Regions from separate parts of the Mus musculus genome. Here region 2 is linked to region 1. The links are chromatin contacts, called in public Hi-C maps. All regions are on one chromosome and are shown on one strand. The core of a region is the stretch at or near the end of the contact, and the rest is flanking DNA. Distances in the headings are between cores, read along the strand shown. Region 1 holds the start of Nup37 (nucleoporin 37). Region 2 holds the start of Uhrf1bp1l (UHRF1 (ICBP90) binding protein 1-like).

Region 1 (6,845 bases), core at 2,439-4,938:
TTATCTTGTGGCTCCTGTTATATTCTAACTGAATTCTAGTACTGAATGAGCTCTGTTCAGCTCCGCATGGTGTTGACTTGGGGTTAATATTCAGGTGACTAACATCTGAGTCACAACTCTGCCTTCCCAGTTCCAAGTCTACTGTCTTAAGACTTCCAGTCATCTTTACTAACTGTCCCTCGTTTGAGTTGGTCCAGTCTATTAAACAATGTTTGGCAGACAAAAGGCACTCAGTCAATACTTGTTCAATGAAGTCAGTTATCAAAGGATTAAGGTATCTTTCTGTTTCTTTTTTCTCCACAAAAACGTGCCTGCTCAAACCATTCTCATTCAAGCCCAGCCAGACTTCTTTATTATGGAAGAGTGAATAAGGTTTGAAACTTTATCCTTATTTGGTCTTTTATAAATGAGGCAGTTTTAAGAAGGCGCTGCTTTCCGACTCTTTGGGAATAGGGCAAGAATCTCTCTTAGTTTCCTGGCCCTTACTACACTCATGACGTTTTTACAGATGTGTGGCAGTCAGCAAGCCTACCATTTGTACTCATATTTCTGGATATGTAAAAGGACAGCACAAGAGTCTGAAAACCGTCCTGCTGAAACCCAGAGTTTTCTGTAGTTAGTGCTTCCTGATGACCCTACAGTGGAGACTGGTGTTTTTCTGATAGGCTTGAAGGTTCGAGGTGGGAGAACGGGAATGAATGTTCAACAGCACCCAAACTGACAAGAGAATAGGGACTTGTTTTGGATCTCCAAGGGCAGAGTGAGGAAACTCAGCTCTCCAGGATCAACGGCTGACTTCATTTGAACAGAAACACAAGAACGGGTCTGACGGAAGAACAGATTTGATCTCTTCCTTTGTCATGCCCCCCAAACACCGCTGAAGCAGAATGGAACACGAGGAACGGCACAGTTGTACTGAACTCCACCAGAATGTGATCTGTCTTCTCTATGTGCTCATAAAAGGAAAAAGCCTCTTGTTTTTCCTTACACAGTTTGGAAATAAGACCCGAGGATCAGCAAGGACAAGCGTTTGAATGATACAAACATTCTTCTCATTTCCCTGCCTCTCCTTGTTGTCTGCCTTCTTCATCTTTCCTTTTTCTGATTTTTCTCCCCTATTGATTTCCCCTGGTGTTTCCTAACTGAACTTGAACTGCAGGTAGATATATCTGTCAGTATTTGACAATGAGATTCTATGTCCACATCTGTTAACACAGCAATGAGGGAAGCTCAAGCCTACCTCTGGTCGCTTGCGTTTTCAACACGTAAGTGGTCCACATTGGAGAAAGTTTTTAATAAGTCTTTCTTAAGCCAAGGCCACATTATTTGCCTGACGCATGACTTATGATTCTGACAGTCTAGCAGAACTTAGGCCAAGGGTCATAGAAATATAGTCCTGTAAATATTATTTTGGTACACCATAATAGCAGAAACGAAACTCTGGGAAGATGGGGTGGTGTTGAGCCTTCAGTGCCGAATGCTTCCTATGTGGACCCTAGGTTTTCCGTGAGGAACCATGTAATAAGTCTCTTGGAAGCGATTTCTCTTGGATGATTAAATATGAGGGTATAACTGCCACTGCTGCTCATACTAACCACAAAATACACATATATGGATTACCATGTGCCGAATGTATTCTGGGAACTTTATGTGCACTCACACACTACCCCTCACAAACCAAATTAGGTTTCCCGAATCTCCACTCTTAAAGGGATTCAATCATATTCCTTACCTTCAGAGAAGAGCGGTTCAGTATCTAACCAAGTTTAGCCATTCGAAACTAAGTGTCTAGGTTCTCAGGTTACACAGACCTCAGAGAGAGCTATGATGAACGCCAGCTGTAAATGTAATCCTATATGGTTATATGAATATCTGCTGCAGATACACAAGGTGTGAAAGTAAGCTAATAGGAAAGCTGAACATTATCTATGAAAGCTAGGAATTTCTTGGAAGATAATTGTTTAGCCTTTCAGTATCACCTTGTTTCCTATGACAGAATGATGTGGGGAAATCTGAAGTGTATCTAATACATAGAAATACATGTGTGCTCAGTTATGTTGGACTTTATCAGAATACACCTCTACGAATCATTGGTGAAAGAAGACCTTCATTGTTTTTACATCTATCATCTATATAATGTATACACATGTCTCAACAATTAGTAACGGGAATTCCCTGTAGATCTTCAAAAAATTTTTTTTTCTTGTATTAAAAGCAACATACTTTTAAGTTCAGCTTTGGTTTGTACACATTACTGATAAAGTATCTCTACTGTCACTCCGTATAGTTTGTGGACTAACCTGAAACGTACACATGCCAACAACCACATAATTACTGCCGCCATATGCAATCAGGTTTCCTGAATCTCCACTCTCAAAGGGATTAAATTCTACCACGTGCACATAATCTTCGCAATCCACGGTGTACGCAGCATTTCTTGTAGCATCTTGCTTCATCTTGTATCCCAAAGCTGGAGCAGTTGTAAGAATCAAATAGTTGTTTATTGCCTGTCAGGAAACTGTGGATCACAAACAAAATTTACAAAGTGTTTGTCATTCAACAGAAGAATCATAATGGGGCTTGGTATAGCAATGTCAGAGCCAGCTCAAAAGAGAAGTCTGCTTATATTAACACACACATGAATAAATTTAATACAAATAGAGTCCTAAGATTATTAAGCAATAGAGATGCAGCACTATTTGTAGTTGGAAAGTTGTACTGACACTGTCATATGCAAGAGTACCATAAACGCCGGTACTACCAATAGTCCCTTCTTTGCCTATGAAGAAATTTGCCAAGTTCGTCAACAGGTTGAGGATTTAAAAGATTTAGCATGTGTTGGGCCTACATGCTAGAGAAAACACAAATACACACACCTGCCTATCTCAGGACTATGCTACATTATTTGTTCGAATTATATGACCTTTAACATTCTAATTTGACAGACCACCTGAACTATCAAGGGTCCGATGAACTGGAAAGTCCCACCCCTGCCTAAAGACACATGGAGTCCAAGAGCCTTGAAGGATAATATCAGGTAGCAATAGTTATAACCAACCATTACCCATGCAATAAAATAAGGAGATTAAAAAATACAGGCTCTGGAGTAATGTGTGATACTAACGTTATTAACACCTGTCACAATCCTCAACTAATTTGTCTCGAGACAGGTAGTGTGTACTGTAGAAATAGCATTCTCACGTGCAAATTAATTTTTACTTTGTTGTTAATGAAAAGGAGGCACCCTAGGCTAAGAAAGAACACGTAAAATCCTGAGTTATCTGCTGAGTTTTTTCAGATTAAGTCCCATCTCAGAGAGACTGGACACATGTTACGCGGGACCGGCAGGTGAGAAGACCATAGAGCAGAGAGGTATAAGGCATGCAGGGGACTTGAGGTCCGGATTTGATGGCAACCCCTGACCTCCAGGTCTTTAAAGCCCTGGGTCAATATTCCCAGGGTCCCTGGAGTTGTGTCCCCCACGCGTCGCCCGAGAAAACCCACTCCCACCTCGCGAGGTCACAAGGAAGAGCTCTGGAGAACAGGGAAGCGCCCCTGGGGAAGCAGCACAAGCTGGCGATCCCCGGTCACCGCACTCGATACGCACCTAAAGCAGGGGAGGCGACCTGGGCAAGGCTCTCCCGACCATAGGTGGCCAGGGCGTGCGCCCGCTCTGCTTCCGGGTCGGAGGGCGAGCGCGGCGATTGGTTCCCAGGTCGTGCCGCGAGATTTGAAAGGGACGCCGAGGCGATTCAAACCTCTGCCTTCCGGCGTCCTGGCTGCGCTGCTCCTCCCTCCGCTTGCACCCAGCCTGGGTCACTGGACGAGGTGGGTCTGGTCTCTTCTGTGCCCCCGGGTCGCAGTTCCAGTGGGCATTCGGGCTGCTGCTCTGCGAACGCATCTCGGTGACAGCGACGTGCCAGCCAGTGGCGTTGTCTGCGCAGTGGCTTCGCCCCGACTTCACGGTGTCCCGTGGAAAAAAAGACGCTAGGGCTTCGGCAAGACCGAAACCCATCAAAATCTTCTTTTAGTCCGTTAGATCGGGGATCTGGCACACGACGAGTGCAGGCTTCTCAGATTTTCTGTCGTTGCATCCTTCAGAGGGCCATTCCGGACCAGGCAAGAAGAATAACTGTCACCTGTCATCTTTTAATGGAGATTTGCTAAGTGCTGGCAATAAGGAGGTTGGCTATTTCCTTCACTGGTGCCTTATAATTCTGTTAAGTAGTCCCAATTATGGACGTGGAGAAATTTGTGGTAATCACGAGGTACAGCTAATGCAGGGGTGTGGTGGCAGGGATAGTTAGCTAAGTGTGGTGCTCTCTCACTTTACCTTCCAGCGACAACTACCTGTCTCAGATTTTCTGCTCCAGTGCACTTTGAATCCAGTTTAAAAGCAAGAGTTTATTCCCTCTGACACCTTCTGTTTTGTTCATATCCAGCGTCTCATCGAGTCTTCACAACAGGCTGGGAGGTAGAACAGAGGGGGCGGCATAGTCCTGATTGCTTTGTGACCATTCTTATACCTGGGCAGCCAGATCTAAAGTTAGGTAACCCTGGAAAAGCTGGAACTACAGTGGATATTGGCATGCCAGCCCAGATGCCTGTTGGTGAATAGCCAGATCTAGAACTAAACATGGTTTTACATGTTTAAATGGTTGATGGAAAAAAAAAATATTTCAGGCAAACTAATCATATCACCCATAGCTCATGCTTTTGTGTCTTCTTCAATTTTGTTTTTTAAGAGATAAATAGGAGATAACCTAGGTGCTCATCAGAGAATTGTGAGTGAGGCCTGGGGAGGTGGCTCACTGGATAAAGCGCCTGGACAGCTATGAGGACTGGAATCCAAATCCCCAGGGCTAACGGAGACACTGGTGTAGTAGTCTGCTTGCAACCCCAGTGTGCTAGAGGTGTAGACAAGTGATGCCGGGGCAAGTCAACAAGGTGGAGAGCAGTGGAGAAGACACTCAGTGTCAACCTTGGGCCTCCATACACATGTGCTTACATAAAGGCGAACATATACACACAGCAGACTTGTAAAAAGAGACACAGAGAAGACTGGAAGTAGAGAGGGGACTGATTCCATAGCATGGCTGCCTAGAATACAGACACATCTAGGCTTATTTTGAAAGGGTTCTGTATGCATGCAGAAGTTAGGGAAAACTTAGAAATCTTGAATTTATGCTTTTTTGGCTATTTACTAGCTTCGTGTCATTGAACATTATTTTCTTCATGTGTCAAAACCAGACATTTGTAGACTGACATCATCAGGACACAGGAGATGGAACAAAGTAATTAATATTAAATGGAAAGTATTTGGCACTAAGAAGCTTCATTTGTTCGTTGGCTTATTATCAGTTTGCTGTGTAACAAAACATCAAAAACCATAGTCACTGTACAATAGCAACCGAGTATTTGCTTTGAATCTGTGGGTCGGCAGTTTGGGCTGGTTAAGTTATTGATTCCTCTGCTAGCCTTGAGCAGATGACTGGTGCTGCCGGCTCACCTTCCATGTTGATGGGGTCTCCCCAGGATAAGCTGCCTCTTTCATGGCTGTGAGTTGTATCAGTTGGCAGCAGGAATACCTTACTTCTCTTTGCATGCTTTCTTCAGCACCTTACCCGGGCTTGGGAGTTAGGTCTCCCCAGAGGGGTCATTTGCTAGGAGGAGCAGGAAAGTCAACATTGAGGTGTAGCTGCAGGTGGGAACCACTGTAGCAAAAGGATCAAGGTAGTGTTAGTGAAGGGAAAAGGCATGTGAAGTAGATTGAGGGAGACCAAGCCCAGGCTTCTCAATGTCCTCAGAGAGTCATGCTTAGTTCTCCCAGACACAGGCTGTGACAGTCATGGGGAATGTTGTCTATTGAGGAAAGTTATTAGAAACTCTGCCAGAGTTTTTACTGGGGAGTAGACTCATAGGCATGCCCTGTCCAACATGTACCAAAAGAGACCAGAGTCAAGGAAATTAGGTGTTCATCATAAAACACATATGATTTATAAAAACAGTTCAGCACAGTTAAATACTCTTAATGGAAACTCTACTGGAATCTAAGTTTTTAGAGCCTTGCTATAGTAACTATTTCACACAAACCTCTTAAAGCCTAGGCTTAGAATTCTAATTATTTCATAGTCTACTACTCAAATCAAGTCTAAGACTGTTCCCAATTCAAGTGAGCAGAAAAGAAAACCATTTATTTTGGAACAATACACTCCCACCCCAAATCTACTACATATAGTACCATTTGTCTCAAAACAACTATCTTAAAATACAGATTTAATTAGTGACATCTGTGTCTATAATTACAAATTTGCATGTCTGTTTTATGTGAATTTTCAAAATTGAAGGTTGGATTTTTATGATTTCAAAAGATTTGGCTTAAGAAAACTAAAGGAGAGGAAAATATGATTGGGCAGAAATGGTATTATTTGGTTTTTAAAATTTCATTAAAAGCACTCTTGGTAAATGTAAAATGAGTTCTTGTTCACTGCTTATGTTTTCTAACCATGCTTGCTTACACATGTTAAATGTTACTTTCCAATTAAAACAAGGCACTTTAACATTGTATTCTGTTCTTCTCTAAGAGGATGGCTGTGCTTAATCAGCTGCCCGTCTTGGGTATGATTAAAGAGTTTAGGAGGAGTTGGCGTGCTCTTTGTAGCTCTGAAAGAACTACGTTATGCGGTCCAGACTCCATGCTCCTGGCCCTGCAGCTGTCCATGGCAGAAAACAACAAACAGGTCAGTGTACTATGGTTAGCTTAACTTTTTTAACCCAATTTTACTTGTTGCCCAGTATAATAAGTTTGAGCCTAATTACACACATCATTTTCTTTGCATTATTTG
Region 2 (6,845 bases), core at 2,655-5,154, 1.6 Mb before region 1:
AAATTTTTCTCTCCCAAGAATCTAAAACTTGGCAGGAAAGATCAGAGAGTAAGAGTCCTAACTCCAAAGTTGCACAATCAGCTGCAGTTTTATCCCCTAGGGAATTTTTGGAAATTCCTAGAAATACTAAACACCCCACACTGCACAGAGGAATCCTCTACAGCAAAGAACTGTCTAGTCTACTATCTGAAATTGACAGGCCTTGCTCTAAGATGAAGGCCCAGGGAAATTCAAAGAGTTTGCCTGTCTTCCACCTGTCTCAGGGTGTGTGGTCAGATCTTCCTCTGAATCTGTGACCCACCCAACAGCTTCAACTATATTTCCCTTTTTTACTTAAGTTGACACATTTCTATTGCCTGCAGACAAAATAACCATAGCCAGCAAAGCTATCGAGCTCCATCATTTGATACACATCTACATATTTGAAACCAGTTCCTCAGCCTTTCGGCTGCTGGCATCTGGGCCAGATGTGATTTCATATTAGAGGTCTGTGCTGGGTGTGCGTGATAGTGTTGGGCAGAATCCCCAGCCTCTACCTACCAGGTGACAACCTTCCAAGTCACAATAATCAAAACCATTGCCAAAGGAACAAAGTTCCAGTGGTTGACAACCATTGCTTCAAACAGGACAGAGACTCCACCCCATGAGGTACAGTCTACCAAGTGAACTCCTAATCTGCAGAAAAACCTGTGTATCATATACTATGTCCTGAGGCTAAGTGATGGGAGGCAAGTATTTGTGCTTGGATCTTTCATATCACTTTGCAGGTCCCAGCTTAATTAAATGTGTACCTTTTGTCCCTGCCTGTCTTCCGACTATCTCAGGTGTGTGGTCAGATCTTCAACAACTTCAACTACATTTTCCCTGCACATACACCTACACACATATGTACAGAGAGACACAGAGCAACAGATAAAAAGGTGTAATGGTGAAATGACAGGTAGTTCCTGCTCCATCTTCCTTTCTTATATATGAATGTTTTAAAGAACTTCTTATCCTCTTACGGGGTGCGGGGGCGGGGGGGGGGGGGGACGGATTCCCCTATAACCACCTTCAACACATACCCTGTGCTGACCTAAAAAAATCTGGGTAATTTCTTTCAAAGGCTTTTCATGTTTCATTTCCCCTAAAATATAACACTTCTAACCTCTTCCTGTCTCTCTTCACACACCCCAAAGTTGATTCAGATCAGTCAAGTCTACAAACTTCTCATTAAAGCAAGAGGCACTAAGGAAACAAACATTAGGCAAGAAACAGAGATGTTTCTTATAAGATGACTTATAATACTCAAACCAAGCAGCGCTTACTTAAAGCATAAAGCATATGTCAGTCTCTTATAAAACAGTTCCTCTTCCTCACTGGTCCAATATGCCAACGTCCAAAGTCCTGGCCAGCCTCCAGAATTGCCAGTTTCAATCTTAAGATCTCAACTTTCACTCAGTGTGACCATTCTATTTTTCTAGACAGACTTCTTCCTGGAAGAGTCCCTGCAGGAGAGCCTGGAAGAACTTGGGCATTTTCCTAATGTTTCCTCTCTCTGATGGTACAGGTTCCAACGCCCTCCCCCAGAGGATTCCACCATTCCAGGCTGGCCTCAGGCTCTACTGCCAAGGACAATCTAAATCTGACAGCTTCCAACTCCCAAGCGCTGAGACTACAGGAATCTGTCACCACACCCGCTTTATAAGGTATATAAGGTGTTAGGCACTGAACTCAGGGCAGCTTTCATGCTAGGCCAGCACTCTAACCCAGCCTGGGAAACTGAGTTCCAACTCACACATGGTGTGGTAGGTGAGCACCAGTTATCCTCAGATGTTCCATACATAGACTGGATCAGGCACATATGTGCACACTTGGATGTATACAGTAAATAAATAAAAATATAATAATCTTTAAAAAAAACTACAAATGGTTTCTCCATTTAAAAAGAAAGAAAATGCTATGTTTTAGAAACTTTCTGATTTAAAATGAAATGCTCATTACTATTTACCACACAGGTGTAAGAAATCAGGAAGATTATAATGTAATCCTAAGGGCTTAACTCTAAGTATGTGGGAGTTATCTATGTGGCAGAGTAAGCCATTACACGCCTGCTCTTAAGAGGTCTTCCCAAATGGACTTATACAAGAGAATTAAAGGATAATGCCCTAAGGCACTTATCGACTGAATTAGATTTTCTTTTGGGCATACAGAGTGGTACAGTATCATTATCCCTGGGAGAGAAAAGGGCAATAAAATCAGTGTCTATGGATCTGAATTTTCTTATGGCTCTTGAAATAGGCAAGGGCGAAGTGTATCTCATGAGTCAGACTCACCCTAAGTAATAAACATTATTCAAAATAAGATGACTCAGTATTGCACTATCTATATAATTAAAAAAAATCCAACAAAGCATGGTAGCACAGACCTGTAATCTCAGCACTCAGGAAGGTGAGGCAGGATGACACTGAACTTGAGGGTAGCCTGAGATTTATTTTCAGGACAGCCTGAGCTACTTAACCTGTTTAAATACACACACACACACACACACACACACACTCACTCTCTCTCTCTCTCTCTAATTAGTGATACTAAGAACCAAACACACGGTCACAAACTTTGCTATAGTTTGATACTTTATGTATACATACTGTGTGTATTAAATTTTATTCAATATAAAGATATAATGTCAGGAAAATATCTGCTGAATCATAGTATTGTTTTGTTCAATATGTTCTCAACTGTAATATATATATATGTATTACACACACACACACACATATCCAGAAAATGAAGACATGTTTACTATACAAGTCTATCATTAAACCTGAGAACGTTCCTTTAATCAGTTAAAAGCATTCATTAACTTACAAATAACAGAGGAGAGAAAGAGATCCTAACCAAGAGCTTTTAATTCTCTGTCACCAACTTGGAACAGGGTCCTACATTTAGCCTGTTTCTTGAGACAAATATGGAGAAGCCAAGAGCAGTAACAAACTGCCAGTTTACTGAGTCATGTTTCTGACTAAAACTGTGTTATGAAATGGAAAGAGTGACACGTCTGGGGTTTAAACACCAGGGACGTTAACTCCCTGAACTCAAGGGTCGCGGAACAAAATCGGAAAACTCTGCAGCAAGAACGAACGCGATGCGGGACTGAAAACGACTTCCACGGAGAACTGGCCGAAGCGGAGAAGTCCTGCTTAATTTCCCCTAAAACAAATCCGAACTGTGCAAACAAGCACACCCTCCCGTGCAGCGGAGCGGGGACGCCAGGTAGGGGGCACCGAGAACAATCCCAAGGTTAACGTTTCACTGGCACACACACACCCCAGTCCTCGGCTAACGGAGCCGCTCGGCTCCGAGCCCCGGGAGCTTCCGAGCCGGACCGGGTCCCAGCCCAACCCCATCCACCCAGCACCTGAGTGACGCCGGGGACGTCACCAGCCTCGGCGCAGGAGCGGCCCCCGGCGGAGGAGGAGACCCCGGCCCGCCGAGCCCCGCCGCCCTCCGCGTGACTCCGGAGGCCGGTCGGGGGCGCCAGCGGCACCGGCAGAGCCCGAACCTGCGACCTGGACCCGAGAACCGGCGGCCAGCGGACGGGACCGGCCCCGAGCGCTCGCTGACCTGGAGAGGTGCTTCAGGATCTGTTTCTTGATGATCCCAGCCATGGTGCCCGCCGGGCTGGAGCGCCGCTCTCTTGTCGCTCCTCACAGCCTCCTCACTTCGCGGCAGTCTTCTTTCGGTCCCGCCTCACCGGCCCGGAGGAGAAGCGCCGGAGAGATCACTCTCAGAAGAGACTCGAGGGCCTGGCCGAGGCCACAGCCGCCGCAGCCGCCGCCGAGAGCCCGAAGCATGACGCTCAGGCCGCCGCGGCCGCCGCCAGCGCCATCTTGGCTGCAGCATCACCTAAGAGACCGGGGGCGGGGAGAGGAGTCGGGGGGGCGGAGCGAGCTCGAGGTGGGCGGGACCTGTGGGAGTTCCGGGAATCTTCAGCCCTGCCTACTTCGGACTCCCACTAGGTCCTCCGCTGCCCTTTCCTAGTTGGTACTTGGGCTTTCATCTTTTCTTCATCCCTTTCATCTTGTCTGTGCCTCTCTCGCTGACATCCTAGTCTTGCTTCTTCATTTCCTCCGAACTCAACTTTCTGCTCTACAAGTAGCTCTGTTTATGTTATTCTTTTGGCCATTTCAGCTTTTTAATCTCAGTTTCTTTTACCAAGATCCTTCCCTTAGACTAACGGCTGTAATTTAATGTTTCCATTCGTTGGTCTAACCTTAAAGGAAGTAAAATTGACAGCATGTCATATTTAACCGAATATACCTAAAGACCTAGAAGTTAGAAAGTCTAGAGCCAGTGAGATGGCTCTCAGCCAGCAAGAGTACTTGTCAAGCAAGCTTGATGATCTGAACTTGATGACCAAACCACCATGAAGGAAAGAACTGCCCTTGAAAGTTATCCTCTGGACACACACACACATAGACACACTTAGTAGAAATTTTGAAATGGAATGCCCAAAATGAAGTCCTGGTTCTAATATTTTCTAGCTATGTTAACTTGGAAAGATTGTTTTCAGCTTTAGTTTCACTTCATGTATGAATGTGACTTTGGTCACACAAGGGGACGTCAGAGAACAGCCCTGGGTGTAGTGCCTCACTTTCTTCTATCTCTTCCTCAACAGCTACTTGTGTACTCCAGGTTACCTGGTTCCTAGGATCCTCTTGTTGGTCTCTTGTTGCCTCTCCCATATTGCCTAAAGAGTGCTGGGATTACAGACTTCTGGCTTCATGTGAATTCTGGAGACTCAAGTTCAAGTCCTGATGATTGAATGGCAAGTGTATTGTCTGCTAAGCCAGCTCTCTCAGCCGTTAACCTCACTTTTAATCATCTTTAAAATATAGTGTCTGCCCTTAGGGATGGTTTGGTAGGGGCCCTAGTAGGTACTGTTGGTGTGTCTGGGCCATATTGTCTGGCCACCTGTTGTAGAAGCAGGTTTTGAAAAAGATATAAATCACTAAAATATTTCATAAACAGGTGGGAGAGAGAGACAGTGTAGCCATTTGAGGTGGGAAGAAGCAGCATTAGAGTTCACAATGCTTGAAGCATGCCAGGGTAACAAGAATCTGCTAACACAAATACTGTGCAAGGATGAAAGCAATCTGAGCTGTTTGAAGGGAACCAAGCTGGGTGTAGTGACACATGGGTCTGTAATGTCAGCCCTTCGGGGACAGAGGCAGGAGGAGTGCTACAAGTCTGAGGTCACCATGATCTACTTAGCAACACCTTCTCTTGAAAAAATAAAAAAATAAAAATAACTACAAAGCCAAGATTTTATTACTTGGACATAGGATCCATAACAACTCATAAAAATGCCTGTCTTGGGACTGACTCCTACTTGGAAGCTGGCATGACAGTGATGGGTTGTACTTCAGAGCCTTACTAGACTAGCGAAGGCCGCCTGCAGCCAGCCAGGTCTTGTCCCTAGCTGGGTGACTCATTCCCAGTCTCTGCCCAGAACCCTGCTCCTCTCCGTCTCTGAGCTTCAGTAAGATAACATCCCTTGTCCCCAGTCTCTGATTCAGTAAGATAACATCCCTTATCCCCCGGCCCAACCCTTTTCTTCAGTTGACCTGAAGTTTCTTCTCTTAGAAATGATTAGGTGGAAATCAGCTGTATTTGCAGAGGAATAAATGTTAAAAGTAACATTTGATTGACAAACCAAACATAGGGTGTGGGGAGGGGCAAAGAAAGGCTAGCCAAACCTCCTGCTTCGCCCTGATTATGAACTATTAGGACAAACAAACATAGAGCAACAGAACACAAGGAAGTTCTTGAGGCTCGGACAGCCTCTGAGCACAGTACAGACTGGATAGTCTAGTGTACTTCAAACTGCCAACACCCACAGACACCTTTCTTCTGCCCTGGACTTCCTACAGAGTCATAATAACTCTAATACAGCAGCTCCCTGCCTTCATCATTTTAGCATAGGGGCTGGAGAGATGGCTCAGTGGTTAAGAGCACTGGCTCTTCTTCTACAGGAAGTGGGTTCAAATCCCAGCATCCACATGGTGACTCATACCTGTTTGTAACTCCAAGATCTGACACCCTCACACAGACATACATGCAGGCAAAACACCAATACACATTGTCTTAGTTAGGGTTTTACTGCTGTGAACAGACACCATGACCAAGGCAAGTCTTATAAAACACAACATTTAATTGGGGCTGGCTTACAGGTTCAGAGGTTCAATCCATTATCATCAAGGTGGGAGCATGGCAGCATCCAGGCTGTCATGGCACAGGCAGAGCTGAGAGTTCTATCTCTTCATCCAAAGTCTGCTAGTCTTCCCAGGCAACTAGGGTGAGGGTCTTAAGCCCACACCCACAGTGATACACCCATTCCAACAAGGCCACACCTCCAAATGGTGCTACTCCCTAGTCCAAGAATATACAAACCATGACACACATAAAAGTAAATTTTTAAAAATTTTAGTTTATATGTACTCATAGTACACACGAGTGTATGCAAAAGTTAGGGAAAAATTGGTGCAATTAATCTTTAGCATTTTAACTTTTTTGAGCCCTTTGATTATAAAACCATATATCCAAAAGGACACTTATATACCATTTATTTACTGGTTAGTTGAGATATATTAATTTGTATGAACATATAACCCACATGTCAAATCTAACTTGGCTATGGTATGCAAACTTAATTTTAAAGTTTAAAATGAGCCAAGCAGTGGTTGTGTGTGTCTTTAATCCCAGTACTATGGAGGCAGAGGAAAACAGAGCTCTGAGTTTGAGGCAAGTCTGGTCTCCAGAGCGAACTCCAACGTAGCCAGGGCCACACAGAGAAACCATGT

The links. A called contact is a pair of places that touch in the nucleus more often than the background predicts.
Region 2: a contact with region 1 is called in a Hi-C map of B cells, with 6 read pairs. The contact joins the promoter of Uhrf1bp1l here to the promoter of Nup37 in region 1. A contact is called at or near these places in 2 of 39 promoter capture datasets (the C10 cell line and pre-B cells) and 2 of 484 Hi-C or Micro-C datasets (B cells and CD4 T cells).

What each region holds. Positions count from the first base shown.
Region 1 is chr10:88,143,835-88,150,679 of GRCm38.p6, reverse strand. It overlaps Nup37 (nucleoporin 37), which reads right to left and starts at 3,688. Exons shown (of 10, transcript NM_027191.2): 1 at 3,608-3,688; 2 at 2,301-2,518. The coding sequence starts at 2,456. Parpbp (PARP1 binding protein) reads left to right here and starts at 3,739. Exons shown (of 11, transcript NM_029249.2): 1 at 3,739-4,184; 2 at 6,585-6,740. The coding sequence starts at 6,588.
Region 2 is chr10:89,742,050-89,748,894 of GRCm38.p6, reverse strand. It overlaps Uhrf1bp1l (UHRF1 (ICBP90) binding protein 1-like), which reads right to left and starts at 3,904. Exons shown (of 21, transcript NM_029166.2): 1 at 3,607-3,904. The coding sequence starts at 3,650.